Linked DNA regions of Mus musculus: region 2 is linked to region 1. Evidence: chromatin contacts called from public promoter capture Hi-C data. All regions are on one chromosome and are shown on one strand. Each heading gives the region's core, a stretch centred on a gene start, on an enhancer-like site or on the middle of the called end of the contact. The rest is flanking DNA. Distances are from core to core; before and after follow the strand shown.

Region 1 (6,603 bases), core at 2,392-4,891:
TCAGGCCTGGGGATTATTCACAGGTGATGATTTAGGGCTAGTGACTTGACATAGATAATGAGAGGCAGCAGGACAGAACAGAACCCAGGAAAATGGGGATTTGTTTATTAAAAACCCTATTACATCAAGTAAGATGTGAAGTAGTTCTGCTTTCTTAGCATCTCTGCAGTGTGTGTATGGGTGTACGCATTGACTTTAGGTGTCCACAGAGACTAGAGGCCTGAGACAACCCATCCCTGAGTGTTACAGGTAGCTGTGAGGCCTGAGACAACATCCCTTATGTTACAGGCAGCTGCGGACACCCTCCTTCCGCACTCTTAGTCGCTGACCTCTCTTTCTAGCCATTGCTTCTGTAGCCTTGTGAGTTAAGGTTTATCAGTTTTTCCCTTTCCAAAAATAGGCAACATTTCTGAACTGGACAATTACTCACCCTCCACCTGAAAACGCTACAAAATTCACCATAGTGCTTCAAAAATTGTAAAATTGTGTGTGTGTACATGTGCACAAGAGAATGCCCACCGAGGCCAGAGGTGTGGCCGATGCTGGAGGTACAGGTAGTAGTGAGCCGCCTGCTGTATGGGGGTAGGGGTTGAACCCGGGTCTTCTGGATGAGCAGCACACATGTTTAAGTGCTGAGCCACCTCTCCAGCCTCAAACCTCAGTGTTTCCAACTGTAACTGCCTACTGTCATATTCTAAGCTAATGTGTCACTAAAAGCCACTCAGTCTGGGCAAAACAGAAAAGTCTGAGCTAAATTGGGAGTTTTCTTTAGCTGTTCCTCCAACTTAATGAAACACTCATTTTCATATGAAACATATCTTCCTGGCATCAACAAGTTCTGCCTCAAATTTAGCTCCAGGTGGTCCAGTCGTGGTGGTTCCCAGCTGGAAGTATCAGGAGGTGCTCAGCTGCAGCCCTGGGTGCCTGGACTCACAGGCCTGCTGTTTGTCATCAGAGACTGGGTTTCAGCTACCCTGTTCTCTTGCTCAGGCTAACTTTCCTTCGTGATGTGCGAATGTTAAAAAGTCCTCTGAGTTCCTGTAGCATTCTTAGATGACATGGATTTTTGTTTCATGTTGAGTTTCTAAAGTGAACTCTTTCACTTCCTCAGAACACTCAAGATACCTTGTGTGGCCACTTGAATGGACCAATGATATATAAAGCTAACAGACATCCATGAGATGCCGAGGAAAAGGTGTTTTGTTTTTTTTTTTTTTTTGAGTACTACGTTTACATAAAGAAGAGCTAAGTAACCTAAAGGCCACGGGGAGACAGCGTGGCGGCTGATAACACTTGCTGCTCGTCCAGGAGCACCGGCTTCTGTCACCAGCACCACATAGTGTTTACAACCATCTGCAGCTCCAGTTCCAGGGGAATGGACACCCTCTTCTGACCTCCATAAGCACCACGTATGCACGTGGTACACATTCATACATGTAGGCAAAACACACACATAAAAGAATAAAAGAAATAACCTAGACTCATGCTAGCTTGCATTGGATCTGATTACTCCTATCTTAAGACTACCTTGGTTTAGTTTTTGTTTTGGCAAGGTCTCATAGTGTGGCCCAGATTGGCTTGTGTTAGGATTTCTACTGCTGTAATGAAACACAACACCAAAAGCAACTTAGGAAGCAAAGGCTATTTCATCTTAGAGCTCCCAGAGCATTATCCTCTGACTGGAGGAGGTCAAGGCATGGCTGAAGCAGAGCCCACAGAGAACCAGTGTTTGCTGTCTTGCTTTTTATGGTGTGTTCACCTTGCTTTCTTACATAACCCAGTCCAGGGGTGGCACCACCCACAGTGAGCTGGGCCTCCCACATAATCAGTAATCAAGAAAACACTCATGATCTTGCCTATGGATCAATCTTATGAAAGCATTTTCTCAATTAAGATTCCCTCTTCTCAGTGAGTTCCAGGGTAGCCTTGTCTACATAGCAAGCTCCAGAACAGCCAGTTTTTAAAAAAACACCTCTCTTCTGACATATGTCCAGGCTAATGTCATCTTAAAAAACCCAACCAGCACAGCCTGGCCTGGAACTTAATATGTAGCCTAGGATGACCCCAAACTGGCAATTCTCCTGTGTCAGTTTCTCTACTGCTGGGATTACAGGCATGAGCCACTGTAGTGATAACCTCAATAGTCACCTTGATGAGATCTGGCCTGTAAAAGAAGCATAAACGAGTCTGTGGCCCCTTATAAGGAATTGGCGGGTGCTGTGCAGGCTGCTGGGGGAGAGCTGTCGCACTGAGCTGCGATTGTGACTGATAATACTGACCTGAGAACCATGGGACATGTGCCTGGTGGGCCAGCTGTGTGGTACTCTAAGTGAACATGATGTGTCTCAAACCGTGTTTATGTCTAAGCTGGAGAGTCAGGGCTACTGTCGGCCTAGGGCAGAAAAGCTTTGTGCAGCAGGTGTCCATTACTGCAGGGCTCACAACTTCAGAGGCGAGTGTGCTTAGCCCTAAATGGTGTATCTATATCACAGCCTTTAAGGTTCAGGGAGCAGAGAAAGGAGGCAGAAGGGGCAGAGGAAGGGGTGGGATGTTGTGCCATGCTGTTTTCCAGGCAGGACATGGCTACTGCGCTCTAGAATTCTCAGCAGCCATGAAGATCTGGATACGAGAGCGGGCCATCACTATTCTGTCCTCAAGGGAGGATGGGCTTACAAGACCCCACCTCTCCCTGAGGATTTACAGGTTGCTAGTGAAGAGAAGCTGAAGAGGGATCATGTAATTCCTCCTTAGGATCTACATGATATTAATGGTGGTGAAAGGGGACTCTCTTTTCTTTAGTGGTTTAGACACTGCTCAGTGGCCCAGGCATGTATAAATGACCCTCCCCGAGTCCGGGGCTCAGGAAATCACCATTGATCTACTTTACCATGATGCACTTTGTCTTTCTCAGTCATTGCCTTGCACCTCAGCTAACAGGCGTTCCTCTCAGTCATGTGACACGGGAAAGTGCACATGGAGAAAAACAAACCCAAATGAAGTCACCAGAAGAAAGGCAAGCCAAGGAAAAACGTGAGATTTTGATTGTCATTAGCTTTCCTGCTCTCTTATGCAGAGAGACTTATCTGTTTTTAATATATTTGCCACCTTTTTTTTTTTTTTGAGATACGGTCTGACTCTGTGGCCTGGTGTGACCTGAAATTCACTACGTAGTCCGGGCAGGGCTTGAACTCATGGCAACCTTCCTGCTTCAACCTGAGTGCTGGGTTAACATCTCAGGCCAAAGGCCACAGAACTCTGACAGTTGAGCAGAGTGGATTTTATAAAGTCTCTGCAAGTGCCCTTTTGTAGGCTCCCAGCACAAGGTTTTCCCCAGTGTGTCCTGTCATGAACCTAACTAAATCCCCTTTCTCCCTTCTGTAACCGATGTAACAGATTACTAATCAGGCTTGGCGATGCTTTTCTTATTTTTCTTTTCCTTCCTTTCTTTTTTTCTTTTTTTTTTTTTTTTTGAGATGGGTTTTCCCACCTGGAACTCATTAGGCATTTCGAACCTCACTCATTAAAAGTCTTCTGAGTCAGAGAATATGAAACCACTTGATATTTTAGGAAAGAATTTACTTCGAGCCTGTTATTATTAATAGTTTTAAAGAGCAAATTCTGCCTAATTATTTTGGTGATTCAAATTATTAACAAAGTGTTTACAAGAAAATCTTTTAGTAAACTATTCTGAGGGTAGCTCTGCGAGTGGAGACACGGTGATAATCACTTTCCCGCCTCTTGGAGCTCTGCTAATCCTTTTGTACTGTTGTCTGAGGCAGGGGCTCGCTCTCAGCAGCTCTGGCTGTCCTGGTGCTCTGCCTGTGCCACCATGCTCTGCCCTGCTAGCTGATGGCGACAGAAAGCTACACAGCATGAAGGAGTGAGGCAATGAACACTTACCATGAACTTTGTTTCACCCTTTGACAGAGTATCTGTAATGAAATGGACTTTTTGTAACTGTTCCACAACACGATGTAACAACTTTGGCTGTATAATCATGATTAGGAAATAGAAAAAGAATACTGTTACAACAAGAAAAAAAACTTTTTTTTTTTTTTTTTTTTTTTGGTGTTGGAAAGTGAACCCAGGGCCTTAGTCTCTGCCACTAAGCTATGTCTGCTACACTTGTTTCTTTTTTTCCTTCCTTTCCTTGAGAAGGTCTATCCAGGCTGTGTTAGGAATATGTAGACCAGGATAACCTGCTGCCGCACCATCATGCCCTGTCTTAGGGACCTAACCCAGGGCCTTGTGAATGCTACACATTCAAACATTCTACCTGAGTTATGTCCTGAGTCCCATGCTGTTTCCTTTAAAAAGAGAAGTTACTTGGGATTGGAAAGATGGCTCAGTGGTTAAGAACACTTACCGTTCCTCCAGATGACCCCAGTTCAATTTCTAGCATTCACATTAGGTGGCTCACAACTGCCTGTAGCTATATTTCTAGGGAACCAACAGAGACCTCTGGTCTCTGAGGGCACCTGTGCTCACACACACACTCCTACACAGACACAAGTGCATCATTAAAGACATAAGTCTCCAAAATTACTTACTCATTTAATATATGTGTGTGCATACCAACCTGTGCATGTTGGGGCTTATAACCAGGGAACAGGGCTTCAGAGCTGGTTGCTCTCATGTTGGGGTCTCTCAGCTCTACTCGGCATTCTCCAGGGAAACTGCCCTGCAATCTTGCACTGACTGTCCTGCCTCTACTGCCCACCTTCCTATTCGTGTTCTCCCTCTCCCTCTCTCTCTCCCCCTCCCCCCTCTCCCTCTCTCTCCTTCTTACCCCGTCAGGCCTGGGATTTACTTTGTAGAGTGGGCTAACACTGAACTCATGCTAAACCTTCCGAGTGCAAGTGATGAGATTCAAGGACCCACCATGTCTGACCATCAAATGAAACAATTTCTTTTTCTTAGAAACTACTTATATGGGGCTGGAGAGATGGCTGCTCTTCCAGAGGTCCTGAGTTCAATTCCCAGCAACCACAGGTGGCTCATAAGCATCTACATTGAGACCCTGTACTCTTTTCTGACATGCAAGCATACATGTAGGCAGAATGTTGTATTCATTAAAAAAAAAAAACCTACTTATGCTTTCAATGATAATAAACTTCATTTGGCCTCAACAAAGCAAAGAATTAGCTGTTTTTTTGTTTTGTTTTGTTTTTCGAGACAGGGTTTCTCTGTATACCCCTGGCTGTCCTAGAACTCACTTTGTAGACCAGGCTGACCTTGAACTCAGAAATCCGCCTGCCTCTGCCTCCCAAGTGCTGGGCTTAAAGGCGTGCACCACCACTGCCCGGTTAGCTCTTTTTAAAAAGCAAAAATATTCTAAAATTTAAAGATCTGCCTTTATATGTTTTTTTTAAATAAGTTTTACAGTAGTTATTTGCATTTATTTATTTAGTGTGTAAGTGTACACACGCGTACACATGCAGAGGCAGAGAAACAACTTTAGAGTGTTAGCTCTCTCCCCCACCATGTGGGTGCAGGGACTGAACCCGAATGACAAGCAGCTTCACTTGCTGAGCCATATCTCTGGCCCTTCTGTAACAGATAAAAATTCTCTCAATGAAAATATGTATTTTATGCTAAGTATTGATATTGATAACAAATAATTCTGAAAATATCTTCTTTAATCTCATCTCTTTAGATGTTAGGATATGCTAAAAAAACTGAATCCTGCTCTGTAACTCACTTTGCCTCTCACAGGACACAGTCAGCTTAGGGGGTCAGCAGGATGACATTCAGGGGACACCAGTGTATCCACTGCTGTGCGAAGAATTCTGCCAGGTGTCTGTGTCCTGGCTCATGTGACATCAGACAGATGTAAGTGTTGTGCTACAAAACCAGGCAGTTACAGTAAGAAACCAAGTATGGTAAAGCCCCGGGGACAGGAGAGAGATAAGAAAACTACTATGGGTTTCTTGATCTTCTATTTTAGTGGACAAGACCATGGAAGGATGGCACAGGGACGTCCCTCTTGATGTTTTACCCAATGTCCTCTCTAAACACAATCTTTGGCTATGTTTAAGATAAACTCCGAATTAGTATAGATTCCTTTAAAAAAAAAAACAAAAAACTAAAGCTGGTGGAAACACATATGAAAACTGTAACAACCCCCTAACCCTGTGGCTAGGCACGAAGTACTACATACAACTCTCTGACAGTCAGTGTGCGTCTCCCTGAGAGCTCCCACCACTCTTCCTTCCTGTGGGCGCTCACGCTACAAGTTATGAATTTTTATTTGCAAGACCTATGTGGTACTGTTCGTGGCATATTTTTATCTATAAACGCTGGCTTATCATGGAAAACAGTAAGAGAACACACAGGCGTTCACATCTCAAGAGTGGCTCTTGTCCCCATGCCTACCTGTCACCAAGGATCTCCTTCATGTTAGGTATTCATCCTTCTCACTTTACTGAGTTATGCTTTATTTATGAGTTATGAGTTACTTTTTATGGTGTGAGGAGCATCAGCAGATGCCTCTCACAGAGATTCACTCACTCATTTGTTCCCTCACTTATGTTTAATTTGCAGCAATACTCTGTGTGTGTGTCTGCATGTCTATATATAAAGATTAAAGTCAATTTCAGGGTT
Region 2 (6,224 bases), core at 1,008-3,507, 340 kb after region 1:
TTGTTCCTTAAACCAGAACAAAGCTGACTTGGTTTTAACTCCATTTCACTGAGCTCCTGGGAATGTACGGTATTGGCCAAGGTGCTGAAGATGCAATTCCGAATAAAGCACGTCGCCTCTCTTCACTGAGCTTAAAGATCTAGTGGAGGAGAGCTGACCTGGGAGTGTGTGTGTGTGTGTGTGTGTGTGTGTGTGTTTGTGTGTGTAGGGGTGTGTGTGTGTGTGTGTGTTTGTGTGTGTAGGGGTGTGTGTATGTGTGTTTGTGTGTGTGTGTGTTTGTGTGTGTGTGTGTAGGGGTGTGTGTGTGTGTGTGTAGGGGTGTGTGTGTGTTTGTGTGTGTAGGTGTGTGTGTGTGTTTGTGTTTGTGTGTGTGTGTGTGTTTGTGTGTGTAGGGGTGTGTGTGTGTGTGTTTGTGTGTGTAGGGGTGTGTGTGTGTGTGTGTGTGTGTGTAGGGGTGTGTGTGTGTGTGTAGGTGTGTGTGTGTGTGTGTGTGTGTGTGTGAAGGTCGAGTATGGACAGAGCAGGCTGAACAGAGGAAGCAGGGATGTAGATCCTGATGCAGATGGCCCCAGGGAATTTAGATGACACATGGGTACCAAAAAGGCCTGGAGTAAAAAATTGGAGGTTAGGGTAGGGCTGACCATTCAGGTCCTTGTAGATAGTAGAGCATATTTTGATCTCCATCTTGGAACAAAAAGGACGTTTCTCTGGGAAGTAACAATAATTACACCAGTTTGTAAATATTATTCATGACTACAGTCAAGGGACTTAGCGGTGGGATGCCAAAGACATGAGGTTGGGGCTCCAGAGGGTGTCCTTCTGAGCAGGCTGGTTACAGCCAAGGTGTGTTATCGAGAGAGGGGCCTGTGGTGGTGATGGAATACGCCTCATCTGAATCCAGACAAGAATAGACCAGATTCTGAAGACTCAGCATAATAATGTAAAATCGCATCAATAATATATCAACTTCATGTTGAAACGATGGCTTGGGAGATATACAGGCTTAAAAATACATTTAAAATCAATCTTCTAGTTTCTTTACATGGAAAAAAAAAGTGGCTACATGACAATTGAAGTTGCATGTGTGACTGGTATTTGTGGTTCTGCCTGCAGTGAGAAGCCCCAGGACTCACCCCTGGGAAATGACAGCAGTTAGATCTGTCAGACCCCTGTGGTTACCCAGCACCTTACCTTCTGTCAGGGGCCTAGTGGGGAAGACAGAAGTGGAAATCACTGAGCGAGATGTGTTTGTGAGAAAGAGGGGTGGGAACAGTACCTAGTACTACTCCTTCTGCTCCTCACCAGAGCTGCTTCAAACCTGCACAGGCTCGGGAGGGGGGGGGGGCGGGCGAGAGGACAGGAGGGAGCAGGCTGTTTCATAATAACTTCTCCAAGACTCAAACACCAGTGTTCAAGACTGTCCTTAGCATCCTGTGGGATAGGGAAGGAGGAGGTTGGGAGCTGCACCAACCAGACTGAAAGGGCAATGTTCATAGGTCAGGGCCTCAGTTTCCCCGCCTGTCACATGACTGAGTGGTGAAATGAGCTTAAGCCGGTTCCCCGTTCCCACAGTCTACGTTGGTAGCTGCGTGACCCCCAGCTGGTAAGGTTCTTTACAGCAGCCCAACACCGGTCCAGACCACAGTACCTACGGAGGGAGGGTGGAGAGAGACCTGGTATTGCAGGGTGGGCGGTCCCTGATGGGGAGACCCAGTTCCACTCCCGTCCAAAAGGAGCGAAAAGAAAAAGAATGGACTTGACGCTGGACTCGTATTCTAAGTATATTTGGTAAAGATGCAAAGGAAAGGCCCACTTGGTTTGACCGGGGCAGATCAAGCTCTCCTCCAGGAGCCCCGGCCCTTCCCGGAGGGCGGCCCGGGCCAGGCTCGGCGCTAGCGGAGTCCGTGCCGCAGCGGTGCCCCGGTCCCACGCTCCGCAGCTCGGCCAGGCGATGCTGGCATTTTCTCCGCCGCCGTCAGGCACGCCGGTCCGCAGGGTCGCCGGGCCCGGGCGGAACGGCCCCGCTTTGTTCCCGTCGCCCCCAAGGCGCCCCGCGATCCCCACCCCGGGACCCCGCTGCAGCGGGGACCCAGCGCCGGCTCGCAGCGCCCCGCGCCCAGCCTGGTGGGGCGGCCGCACCGAGCTGCCCCCGCTCCTCCCGCGAGCCCGCGAGTCCGCCCTCCGCGGCCCGCGCCGCAGTACGAGCCTCCTCCCTCCCGCCCCCCGCGCCGCCGCCGCCGCAGGAGAGGGGGGGCCCGGGCGGGCGGGCGGGCGCGGCGAGGGCGCGCGGCGAGCCCAGAGCCGGTGCGGGGCGCGGGCGAGCGAGCTCCGGCCGCGGCGGGAGGCGCCACCCCGGGGCTCGGCTAGCCGCGCGCCGGCCTCTCCTCGCCCTCCGCCCCGCGCCCCGGCCCCCGGGCGCCGCAGCCTTCGCCTCCGCCGGGGAGAAGCTCGCGCCCTGCGCAGCTGAAGGAGCCGGCTCTCCCCGGGAGGGTGTCGTCGCCGCCGGCTCGCAGAGGGCGCGGGCCCGGGAGGCGGGGACCGAGCGCCGCGACCCGCCATGGCTCAGGCGGCCAAACAGCTGAAGAAAATCAAAGACATCGAGGCGCAGGCCCTCCAGGAGCAGAAGGAGAAGGAGGAATCCAACAGGAAGCGGCGGAACCGCTCCCGTGACCGCAAGAAGAAGGTAAGGGGGCGGCGGCGGCCCCGCACCGAGGCGCCCGGAGTAGCTGCGGGAAGGCGATCGGCCGCGCTCCGGCTGACCCCGCGGGAGCGGGAAGGGGGGAGGCGGGTAGGGCGAGCAGAGAGCGGCCCCGGGGTTCCGGCAAGCTGCCCCAGACTCATTTCAGCACCTTGAACAGAGGCCCGCGCTCCGGAGGAACTTTTGCCGCCTCTGGGGTGGCAAAGCGGGTAAGGGGCTGCACCGCGGGGCGCAGGGCTGCTCGCCTGGCTTTCTCGGGGAGCTGCTTTGGGTGAACAGGGCAGGCGCTCCAGAGGTGGTACTGTCCGCTCCTGCTCAGGTGACTAGTGAGTTCTCCTGCGCCGCCGGAGAGAGCATCTTCCTCCCAGATCTCTCAGGACGAACTGGGGCGACTGCCCTTCCCGATCCCTTCCTGACCCTGTGGGTCCGCGGGTGGACCTGGAAGAAGCAACTCACCCCTCAGGCATTTGGCAGCATTTTATGTTAAGGTCATTCCAGAGGAGTCACTGGTGGCAGGGAAGAGGAATTCCCTTAGAAGCCTCGCTGGGGCTTTTCCAGCCTGACCCAAGGCCTGGTCGGAGAAGAGCTCTGCCATGGGACATCATGAGGGCAGTCTTTCATGGGACAAGGGTCTGTGCTGAGACAGCCCAGGGATCCAGACCCCTGAAAGCAACTGTTGCTATTTGCAGTCCTTCTTTCAGATCATGGCGGGGTAAGAACCACAGTAGTTTAGACCCACGGTCTAATTACAAGCACCTGGATGTCCACAGCGACTAAGCAGGGCACTCTACCGCCGGCTAGAGCTTCAGGGATGCACAGGCTAGGAAAGCGTGAGTGGAATTCTGGGAGTCCAAGGTAGAGCTGGACCCTAGCTTGCAAGAGCCATCTTAACCTGGAGAAGTTGATGTGAGCCTGCAGGAACGTCCCCTGGCCAGAGAATTTGGGTTCATGGGGCGTCTTCACAGAGACGCTGCCCTTGCTTATGAAAGACTCCCTCCCTGAAACTGACTCGCTCTGAGAAGGAAATATAGAAGCTGTGGTTGACAGCCGTGTAGGGGACAGTCTACTTCGAAGTAGGTGGCAGGGCTGATAGGGCTCTTTTCCTGGAGATGACACTGGGCAGGCTGAGGTGTTCTCTGACTCTTAATCTAAGGAATCACCATGTTAGGTGTTCCTATACGCCTGACAGATACTATAGTGTTCCTCTACCCTCCCTCTCTGCCCCTTCTCTCCCCCCCCCCCGCCCCAATATTGGCACCTCGTGTGTAAATAGGAATTTCAGCATAACACACTCTTTAAGCAAGAGGTCTTTCCCAAACCAACAGTGAATCAGTTTGGGCTGGTGCCACTTACAGGGAGAGTACCACGTTAGGGTCTCAGATGCCGATCCAGCAGGCTAGGCAGAGAAGTCTCCTAAGAGAGCTTAGTGCTCCTCCACTCTCTTGGCAATGGTGTTGGGCCTCTCTGTATTTCCATCCCTGTTCTTGATCTTGGAGGAAGACTCAGTTCCTCGTTCTCCTCTCATTTCTTGCCTGGAGCTTCCTCTTCGTATTCCCGACCCCAGAGATGACAGTCTGACTAACAGTAAAAGCAAAACTCTCTTCAATTTCATTTCTTCTTAACTGACCTCATGCGATGTGTGTCTATGAAACAAAGCCATTTGGAGATTGATTCTATGTCTTAAGTCTTTGTCTTTGCATTCTTGGTGAACTTTGCCCCACGTTTGGGTTCTGGGTGATCAGACGTTCCCCTGTCCCTGGGTTGCGTCGTTTTGACTTACTAGCTGGTCACAGCACACTGCGTCAGTAGGTGTTCGGAAATCTTCCATACAGATTATCTTGGTTTTCTGCAGTGTCTTGAGAGGTTATGATTGGTACAACAACCAGGAAGTTTTAATCCAAATGGATAGTGATGATGTGAACTCCCAGGATATATTGTTTATCCAGGGACACATTATGGGGGTATTTGGAGGGATGCTTTGTTTATATTTCATGGTCATTGTGAGGTGTTCTGGATGGTCACATAAGGTAATATAGCTAACACCTACAGCAAAATATAAAATTGCAAGAAAGTGGAAAGACCCTAGAAGAAAAGGAGAGGGGCAAAAGGCAATACAGAAAGGAGCATTTCTTTGTTTGTTTCCACTTAGTGAAGGGCACTGGTATTCTGGGTCTGTGCATGCTAAGCAGGTGCTTTACCATTGAGCTATATACCCCTAGCCCAAAGGAAAATTGAGAGAAAGTTCTGCTCCGTCTAGGTTAAGCAGTGGGCTGAGCACTGACTGAAGGTTCATATAAGGTGAGGTGTTTACTAGAGAAGGAACGTCTCGAGATATAACATTAAAATCAAGCAGTGGGGGAATGCTGTAGCCGGTCTCACAGATGACCCTGAGAGTCATCTCCCTTGTCTTCCATGAGCATGGAAAAAGAACTTCCTACAATACAAATGGATACATTACTACAGAGACACGGCAATTTATGGCAATGGGTCCCTGAGCCAAGGACGCTCTTGAATTTACTAGAAGGGAAGAAAGGTGTCAGTCTCGGGTAACTGCTTAACTGGGGCTGGCTGAGCAGAACCGCATCCCTCCCCCCAACCCCCCATTCGTAGGAATAACCGCGGTAACCTGAACGGTGGTTGCAGCTTTTGCAGTTGGGATACTGTGTGGGAAGGTGCTTGTTCAGGGTGCTGCTGTGCACCAGGGGATGGATGCTGAGGCTGTGACGTACTGACTGACTGACTGACTGACTGACTGACTGACACAGGAACCTCAGTACAGAGACTGGAGCTGAGCTCCGGAGCTCTGAACGTGCTTCATTCAGTTTTCTGGTTAAGTAGCAACATCCTCACCAAGCCCTTGCTGCTCCTAGCTGTAGCTAATTATATCTTATTGTTTTTTTTTTTTAAAGGAAGGCGCAGCATTTATGACATTTACTGTTATGTACAGTGGGAAGGATAAGTGGTAAGGCCCCGTGTAAAGCAGGCATTTGCATTAAAAAGGACAGTTTCCTAGGGCTGGGGAAATGAGGATTTGTGTGCCTTTTATGCTTATCTAGAGCTTGAAGCTGGGGTGGAGGGGGGAGCTGGGACATGGAGGTTGGAGAGAAAATGAGACAGAGGACTGAGAACTCAAGGTAGCAACAGTGGGTGGTGGGTGGGAGATAGGACTATTGTTGGGGAGGGGGTGGGTCCCAAGCCGGCTACATCAATACCTGTGAGCTCCCTGGGTAGCGCTACCTGGGCTCTCTCCTTGGCCTTCATTCTGCCTACATCCTAGACGCAGGGAAAGCTCTGTGTCTGACTGGGCACTCAGCACTTAGCTTGGTACTTCACACACAAGGGGCATGCAGTAGATGTTCGTAGAACTAACAGTTTAATGAGTGAATTACGCTTGTTTCTGCCGGCCTGGGCTCCGTCTTGGCTGCAGCATGTGTTCAGGTGGAAACTGGCTTTGGCTATCTTTCGGGGGGGCGGTATTGGAAGGGAGCCCCACGCATCATTTCCAAGTCATTTGCACGGAGGTAGA

The links. Promoter capture Hi-C pulls out the DNA fragments that hold promoters and counts their contacts.
Region 2: a promoter capture Hi-C map of stem cell-derived epiblast-like cells shows a contact between it and region 1, with 2.3 times the contacts expected there. The contact joins the promoter of Ank1 here to the promoter of A930013F10Rik in region 1. A contact is called at or near these places in 4 of 39 promoter capture datasets (cranial neural crest, embryonic stem cells and stem cell-derived epiblast-like cells) and 2 of 9 other capture datasets (embryonic stem cells and liver).

Annotation. Positions count from the first base shown.
Region 1 is chr8:22,633,168-22,639,770 of GRCm38.p6, forward strand. A930013F10Rik (RIKEN cDNA A930013F10 gene) reads right to left here and starts at 3,642. Exons shown (of 1, transcript NR_027886.1): 1 at 1,204-3,642. It overlaps Polb (polymerase (DNA directed), beta), which reads right to left. Exons shown (of 14, transcript NM_011130.2): 11 at 3,901-3,987.
Region 2 is chr8:22,972,579-22,978,802 of GRCm38.p6, forward strand. Ank1 (ankyrin 1, erythroid) reads left to right here and starts at 2,258. Exons shown (of 44, transcript NM_001110783.3): 1 at 2,258-2,683. The coding sequence starts at 2,558.